Regions from separate parts of the Sparus aurata genome. Here region 1 is linked to region 2. Evidence: chromatin contacts called from public Hi-C data. All regions are on one chromosome and are shown on one strand. Each heading gives the region's core, a stretch centred on a gene start, on an enhancer-like site or on the middle of the called end of the contact. The rest is flanking DNA. Distances are from core to core; before and after follow the strand shown. Region 1 holds the start of magi3a (membrane associated guanylate kinase, WW and PDZ domain containing 3a). Region 2 holds the start of rsbn1 (round spermatid basic protein 1).

Evidence for each region. A called contact is a pair of places that touch in the nucleus more often than the background predicts.
Region 1: a Hi-C map of an unstated tissue shows a contact between it and region 2, with 7 times the contacts expected there. The contact joins the promoter of magi3a here to the promoter of rsbn1 in region 2. A contact is called at or near these places in 2 of 2 Hi-C or Micro-C datasets (skeletal muscle and an unstated tissue).

Annotation. Positions count from the first base shown.
Region 1 is chr7:5,882,109-5,885,911 of fSpaAur1.1, forward strand. magi3a (membrane associated guanylate kinase, WW and PDZ domain containing 3a) reads right to left here and starts at 1,964. Exons shown (of 21, transcript XM_030421753.1): 1 at 577-1,964. The coding sequence starts at 883.
Region 2 is chr7:5,747,261-5,751,029 of fSpaAur1.1, forward strand. rsbn1 (round spermatid basic protein 1) reads right to left here and starts at 2,344. Exons shown (of 7, transcript XM_030421759.1): 1 at 1,659-2,344. The coding sequence starts at 2,298.

The DNA.
Region 1 (3,803 bases), core at 714-3,213, 130 kb after region 2:
CACTGAGGCAAGTCTGCGTTGTGGACGCAAACAAGATCACAGACCCCCCCCCCCCCCCCCCCCCCCCCCCCCCCCCCTTCAGCTCGTGTTGTAGTGCATGATGTAGATCAGGGCTCTGTAGGACGAGAAGGCTCCAACAAGCAAGCGTGACCGTGGCGGATGGTGCTGCAGAGGCAGAGGCACAGGCAGCACTGCAGACGCTGCTGTGAGTGTCCGCATGAATGAAGGGGAGACATGCGGACAGATGATTCAGACACAAAACCGGCTGGAAAGGCAGATTTTGACCTGTGGACGGGCTTTCACACACACACACACACACACACACACACACACACCTGAGCCTCCTGCACACCGCCCTGCAGGCACACAGGGGCTCAGCTGTGAGGCTGTACCCCCCCAAAGAGTCCCTCTGATTCATTTATTCATTCATGCCACTACACAGACCTGTTCCTGGGCTTCTTCTCTCTGCAGGTTACACATCATTTGAATGCACATCACACACACAGGGCAGGTTTCAGAGGTAGGGTAGGGAAGGGTGGTGGGGGATGGGGAGGAGAGGAGAGGGGGGGTACACACCTGGTTTCACAGTCTTCATGCGGATGGGCTCCCGAAAGTGGCGGATGACAGCCAGCGTGTCTCGGTTGGTCAGTCCGCTCACGGGAGTGCCGTTCACCTCCAGCAGCACGTCCCCGCTGCCGGGGAACCTCCCGGCGTGACAAACCAGCGCCTCCGAAACTATGTGCCCGAGGTGGGGGAACTCTCCCAGCTCCGCGCCGCCTCGCACCTCGACCACCGTGACCAGCTCCCCGGATCCCCCCCACGACACGGTGCACTCCTGTACTTTGGTGGACCAGTGCTTCTTCTTCTTCAGCGTCTTGGACATTGTTGGTGGCTCTTGTGTAAGAAAAAAAAAAAAAAAAAAAAAAAAAAAGGTGGTGGAGGGGGAGGAAGTCCAAGAATGAGCGTCCTTCAACGTAAAGAAAAAAAACCCCACGACAACAAACAAGAAAACAGCTTCCGATCCTCAAGACGCAGTGACGCACGGGGAAATCATCGCAGATTCAGAGAAGTTGAGGGCTGCTGTCTCGAGTTGTATTCCATTACCAGGAGGAGTGGAGCTTTTCTTTTTTTGTTTTTTTTTTCTCAGATCAAACTCCCTCCGATGTTGTTGTTGATGATGATGATGATCGATCCTCCCATTGAGTCACTCGAGCATCACCTGTCTGAGACCAGGCGGGGGATGCGAGAGCGGCTGCGTCAGTGTCGCATTGAAGCGGAAAAGTGTTGCCTCTCGATGCCGGGGCCGCCTCGATCCCCCACACCCCAGTTCACCACAGCACCAAACCCAAAAAAAAAACAGCAGCTTCCTTCACGCCTGTAAAACCCAGATTTTAATATAAATTCTTATCAGTGCGGGATCCGGATCCTGCGAGCCCCGCAGTCCGTGCGCAAACCGTCACTTCCAAAAAAAAAAACACACACAAAAAAAAACGCGTGGAGTGTTTATATTCCACTTGAGACTTCAGGAGGGGGGGAAAAAATCAAGTCCAATCGATGACACAGCCCAGAGAAGAGTTTGTACGAATGGGGTGAAAACTTAAAAAAAAAAAAACTGCTTTCCATGAAAAGGCTGATCGGCGGTCAGTCTCCGCTCCGTGACAGCTCCTCATCTACAGGAGAGACAACTTTACTGCGCGCACCTGTCCTCCTCTCCCTGCCCTCCTCCGCGGTGACATCAGCAAAGGCAGTCCTTGGAAACGGAACAACATACCTGGCCCTCCTCTGAACCGGGCGGGTTATGTGATTCCTCTCGCCGCTGAAGCCCTCCTCCTCCTCCGGCTGCCCGTCCCGCGCTCTGCGCTCTTTCCCCGGCGGCTCCAGACGCGCTGTGGTGGGGATTTGGTTTTCCCAACTAAAAAAACACACGCAGCTGCATGAAACAGTCGTGATCCGATTAGGCTTCACTCCACAACTTTTTTTTTTTTTTTTTTTTTTTTTTTTTTTAATAATGTGGGATCTCTTTCCGTGTTGCTTTCCTGATTGAAGGGGCTTTCTGTCCAATCAGACACCGGGGGGCCGATCCTGAAGACTCTCCACTGAACCAATGGTGACTGACGTGGGGGGGCGGGTCCTCTGTGGTTGGGAAGCGCTGGATTTTGTTTCCATGGTGTGTTCAGCAAGGCGGAGTTCCGGCGCTGGGACTCATATTTTTCACGTGGGAAATGTTTAGGAGAAGTTCGGGATGGTTCGACCCCCAGTTTTTGGATCCGGTCCGCCCGGTTCCTGTGTGTTCACTGTACAGTGCGGTGGACCCTCTGCGTCATTCTTGAGTTGTATTCTGTAGTTTCAGGTCCATTAAGTGTTTTCCACAACCTTTTCCTGCTCGGGACTGAAGAGTTGGCGACGTGTTGGAGGCGATTTCTTGCGCAATTGTGCCCCCTTGTGGTTGGAAACATCAGAGTCTGGCACCTAATTCATTTCACTTCCTACTAGCACGCAGATACACAGAGGCTTTGTGTTTGAAGTATTAAAAACAGGCAACATTTGATCGTTTTTTACTCACACCTCTTGTGTGTTTCTGTTTTTTTTTTTTTTGCAACAGCTGGTTTGCGGTTCCGTTCATCGTCTGGTGAGCCGGAGCCGAGTTCATCAACAAAACATCACACGTCATTAACTAAAGTATTAAAACAGCAGCTAATCCTCCCGGGGTCTCAGTAATGTTCATCAACAAAACTTCATTAAGAACAAATTGGAAGAATCTGTATTTACACATACAATCATAACAATGAGCAGCACCAGATCCAAACCACTGCCTTGTTTAAGTGCACTGACAGGAACAGAACAGAAAATCCAATGAACGCACATTTGTAATGTTGCTATTCAAATGAACGCTTAATACAGAAACCAATAAGATAACCCAACAAACAATCTCAATCTCATACTCTTATGTAATCAGGGAGCAGCAGTAGCTCTGGTCTGTAGGGACTTGGCTTGGGGAACCGGCTCAAGACCCGTTCGGACCAGTCAGGGGCGGACTGCCCTTGGGAAAGGCACCCAAACCCTGTAACTGCTCACAGGGCAGCTCCCTCCCTCTGACTTCTCTCTCTCTCCACATTCATGCACGTGGATAAGAGTGTGTTTCAGGCTTGTGTGTTCTGTGTAAACCAGGGGCGGTTCTAGGGGGGGGGGCCAACAGGGGCCAGTGCCCCCGTAACTCTGAGTCTGGACCCCCCTGTGGCCCCCCTGACAGGGTGTCTGCATTAATAACACCATGACAGATTTCTTCCAATGATTTTGTTCTGAAGGGAAAGGCAGAAATAAAGTGTCTCAGCAGTTTACTACCCAATCAAAATTGCTGAAATTGTAAACACTGTTTTGTCTGAATGAAGGATTTGTCCTTTCTTTCCGGGTTGTATGTGCCCCCTAACAAAAAAGCCAGCCCCAACCTGGCCCCCCTATTAAAACTGGTCTAGAACCGCCACTGGTGTAAACCAAAATAAATCCCTAAAATAGGATTTAGAAAATACCGATTTGAGAGAAGAGAAGAAAGCAGGTAGCAACTATCGTCTAGATCATCGGTGCAATTAGGACGGATATATCTATACATTCATTTCTTATATTCAAGGACAGCAAAGATATAAAGATATTATTAGTCCTTGTGTAATCACATAAACAAATAAACTGCATTAAAGGTGCAATAGTTAGCTTAAAAGACAGAATGTAAAGTAATAACAGTTTCATCATTATGACGCTTGCTAAGCAGTTAGCCTCAGAATGTCCCGGTCCAAAGCTCCTCTGCTCGC
Region 2 (3,769 bases), core at 1,094-3,593:
GCCCCTGCCCTTCAAAAAGTCTGTGCACGCCACTGTGCTCAATATGAATGTTATTTATTTGTAGATTATAACACAGAAAAGAATGCTGGTGGTGATTTCTTCACTGGTCTAATTTTAGGCTAAAAAGTTTTTAAAAAATCCTGCTTTTCATTACATTCCTGTGTTTGACAACCGCACTTGATGGATCATTGCAAATAATGTGCCGATACATCAACATTGGAATTTTCAAGAAACGAGAGACACTACATTTGATTATTTTCTAAACAATGCATAATTCATAAATTAAATATAGGCAGTATCATACTATACTCTAGTGAGTGGAACATTTAAATATCCTGCAGACTTATGCAGCATAAGTTGCAAGATATTTGAAAGACAAAGAGAAAACATACACTGAAGGGTCAGAAAGTCAAAATACTTATTTTGAATACTGTAATTTATCATAACAGGAGCTTAAAGCTGCTGTACTTTATGACATTCTTATGAAAAATGAGTGTTAACTAGCTCTGTATTCCAACAGTATGTTGAGATTAAAAACATTTTCTGGTATCCCTGGACTGCATGAAGAGAGCGTGTTGTCTGCATGTAGAGAGCAGGCTCCTGCTGTTCTGACAGTGGTGGAACCGGCAACAGCTGGTTATTCCAACGCTCCCGGTTACGGCTCACACTACGAAACAGGCCGAGCGATGAAAAAAACGCTTAAAGAGAAGAAACACAGCTGCCTCACAAACCGGAGAACAGGAAGTTAACTGTAACGACGACCACGCTTACAGCAGCTTTAACAGTTGGAGTGAAAGGTTGAATGAAAATTCTTAGTATTTGGGATTTCCCCCCCTTCTGCTTCGATGACAGCACGCACTCCATCCAGCTGGCATGGACTCCACAAGCTTGTGAAAAACCGTTCTGACTCATTTTGTCCCAGCATGATGCGACAGCGTTGCAAAGAGGTTCCCGTGATGTCACAGGACGCTTTGTGAGGCATCAGCGGTGCGTCTTGATCTTTAACCCTCCTGCTCCGCCTCTGTATCTGCCTCAGCTTTAGCTTTGGAGTACAAACAACGCAGTATTTTAACTTAAACATGCTCCACCTGTCAATGCTGTCAGTCAGGTGTTTCTGCTCCATCAGCAATGAAACACACCTTCACCAGGATGACCCACAATCCTCCTGAAAGAGGATTGTGGGTCACACTGCATTTCACATACTTCACCCCTCACTCTGGGACATACAAGTCTGTTTCTTGCACACTAAATAGTACGGTAGTCTGCGTACTGGAACCCATGAGTGACCCCATAAAGGTTGAATGGCGCTGAGGTTCAGGTGTGATGTCACAATGACCCCTCACTGCATGAACTACTTCCTGTCTGTCTGTCTGTCCTGGCTGTCATGGACTTTCCTTGACATATGTGACCACACAGGAAGCTTTATGACACACGCGGAATCATGCTGGAATAACATGAATCATCACACTTGTGGAGTCCATACCAGATGTTCAGATCTCCTGTGATTCATAGACAGATGGAAGATTCATCTTTTCACTGCAAGTTTTTAAGCTGATGTCATCATTTGTCTTAAAAAAAATAAAATAAATCAATGACATCCATGATGATTGAGGATGGTTCATGACTTGTGGGGTCCCTGCTGTGTTCACGACACTCACCCTTGTTTTTCTTCAGCTCGGCGTGCTTCACGTTCGCCTCGGTGTTCTCCTTCTTGAGCTTGAGCTTCACGTCTTTCTCCCGGTGCTTCTCCTTGAACTCCGGAGCTTTGGCCTTGACCATGTTGAGAGGCGTGAAAGTGAAGAGCGCAGGAGGCTCCGGAGGCACCGCTCGCTTCTTCTGCAGCTGCTCTGGTACCTTCCGCTGAGGAGGAGGAGGAGGAGGAGGTGGTGGAGGAGGTGGTGGTGTTGGTGGTGGTGGAGGAGGCAGAGACGGCTGCAGGCTCTTCTTCGCACCGTTGCTGATGCTGTGGTGGTGGTGATGGTGGTGGTGGTGGTGGCTGTGTTTGTGGCTGTGCAGGACATGTTTACCTGCGCTGAAGTTGTGGGGTTTGGGATTCTGCTGCAGCTGGTGCGCCCGGTGCTCGGCGTGTTGGTGTTGGTGGTGTTGTTGTTGTTGGTGGTGGTGGTGGTGATGGAGCTTCACTTTCTTCGCCTCCTTCTCACACCTCTCCCGCTTGTCAGCCGGCGGCGACAGCTCCCTGCTCTTCTTCTTCTTCCTCTCCTGGATGAAGCGGTCCAGACTCTCCCTCAGCCGCTCTTCTTCTACTTTGGCACGGAGCAGGTCGACCCGAGCTGCCATCTTTGCACGTACAGTACATTTAAAGGGACTCGGGCGCGCTTCTGCGCATGTCCCCGAAAATGTGTAGTCCTATCGCCGCTAATTTGTAGTTTATTTTTAAGCTTTGGCTCCGTTGCGCACGCGTAACGCGGGTGGCGGTGGGATATGTAGTTTTGTGATGCTGCAAAGCTACATGGGAGTTGCAGTTCGTGCCTCACTGACTGCGTGCTGCACCGCACGCACTCACTTCGGCTCAGCTGACGTCATGGTTAATTTGATCGCAGCCACGAGAGGCAGTGGCTGCTTCAGCTGCGGCGCAGAGTGATAACAGCGTGGAGCAGAGCGCACCGGGAGGATGTGTTAGAATACACTGCAGAGACAATAAGGGAACTGTTGGGACATGATCATGAGATTTAAAGTCTAAAACAATAAAAACTGGTATTTTAATGAGGTTTTTCAAAGTATTTTTAGATTGAAATACGACATTTTCTATCTGGAAAAAATAGGTCAAATGATTTGGAGGCAGATTTCTGCCATTTAAAGGTGCGATTTGTAACAAAAGTTGATTTCTTTGGGTCTGATTTCTGACTAAATGTTCCTAAATGATTGCAGGGATCGTAGGATCGTCAGCCGCTGTACTTAAGGTCAGTTTTTTGACAAGTTGGGAATGAGACTCAAAAATCTACTTTTCTCACAAATAGCAAAGAAAAAGAAAACTAAGCTTGATGAAAAAATCATGGTCAATCATGATTATAAAATCCTTCCATTATCTGAAACCGCCTGACCCAGCTGACAACCTGAGGTACAACCTGTTCACATACCTGGCTGACATACAGGGACAAACAACCATTCATGCTCACATTCACACCTACAGACAACAGATTCACCTGACTCTTTTTTGCATGTCTTTGCATGGACCTGGAGAAAACCTCCGCAGACACGGGCAGAGCATGCAGATTCTGCACAGAAGGGCTCTCTGCAGCAGCCAGGTCTCAACACCAAGGTCCTTTTTACAGCAGTAACCACCTCACCACCGTGCTTATAAGAGAAAGAGTCAACATTAGGAGATAAATGTTGACTTTTTATCTCATAACTATGGTGTTTGCATCTCTCAAAATCTCAAACTTATGACTTTTTATCTAATAGTCTCGACTTGACATCTTTACATCTCTGTTATTTACACTAGCAGCCTGGTTTGGGAACCTCTCTTTGGAAAATAAAAACTCAGTTAACCGGATGGTAAAGTGGTCCAGCAGGCTGGTTAGTGAGCCACAGCTCAACGTGGAGACAAAACAACTGCAAAGCATATGTTGTCCAATTTTAAAGGGCAGTTCCCACTCATTGCACAATGAGTTTCAGCTTCTCCCCTCTGGGTGCAGGTTTACAATCCCTAAGTGCAAAACAAAATAGAAGAAGAATAAGTAATAACTTTATTTTGCACAAATGATTAATTATTGCTGCTTTTACTTATTTACTCATTGCTGTATTTATT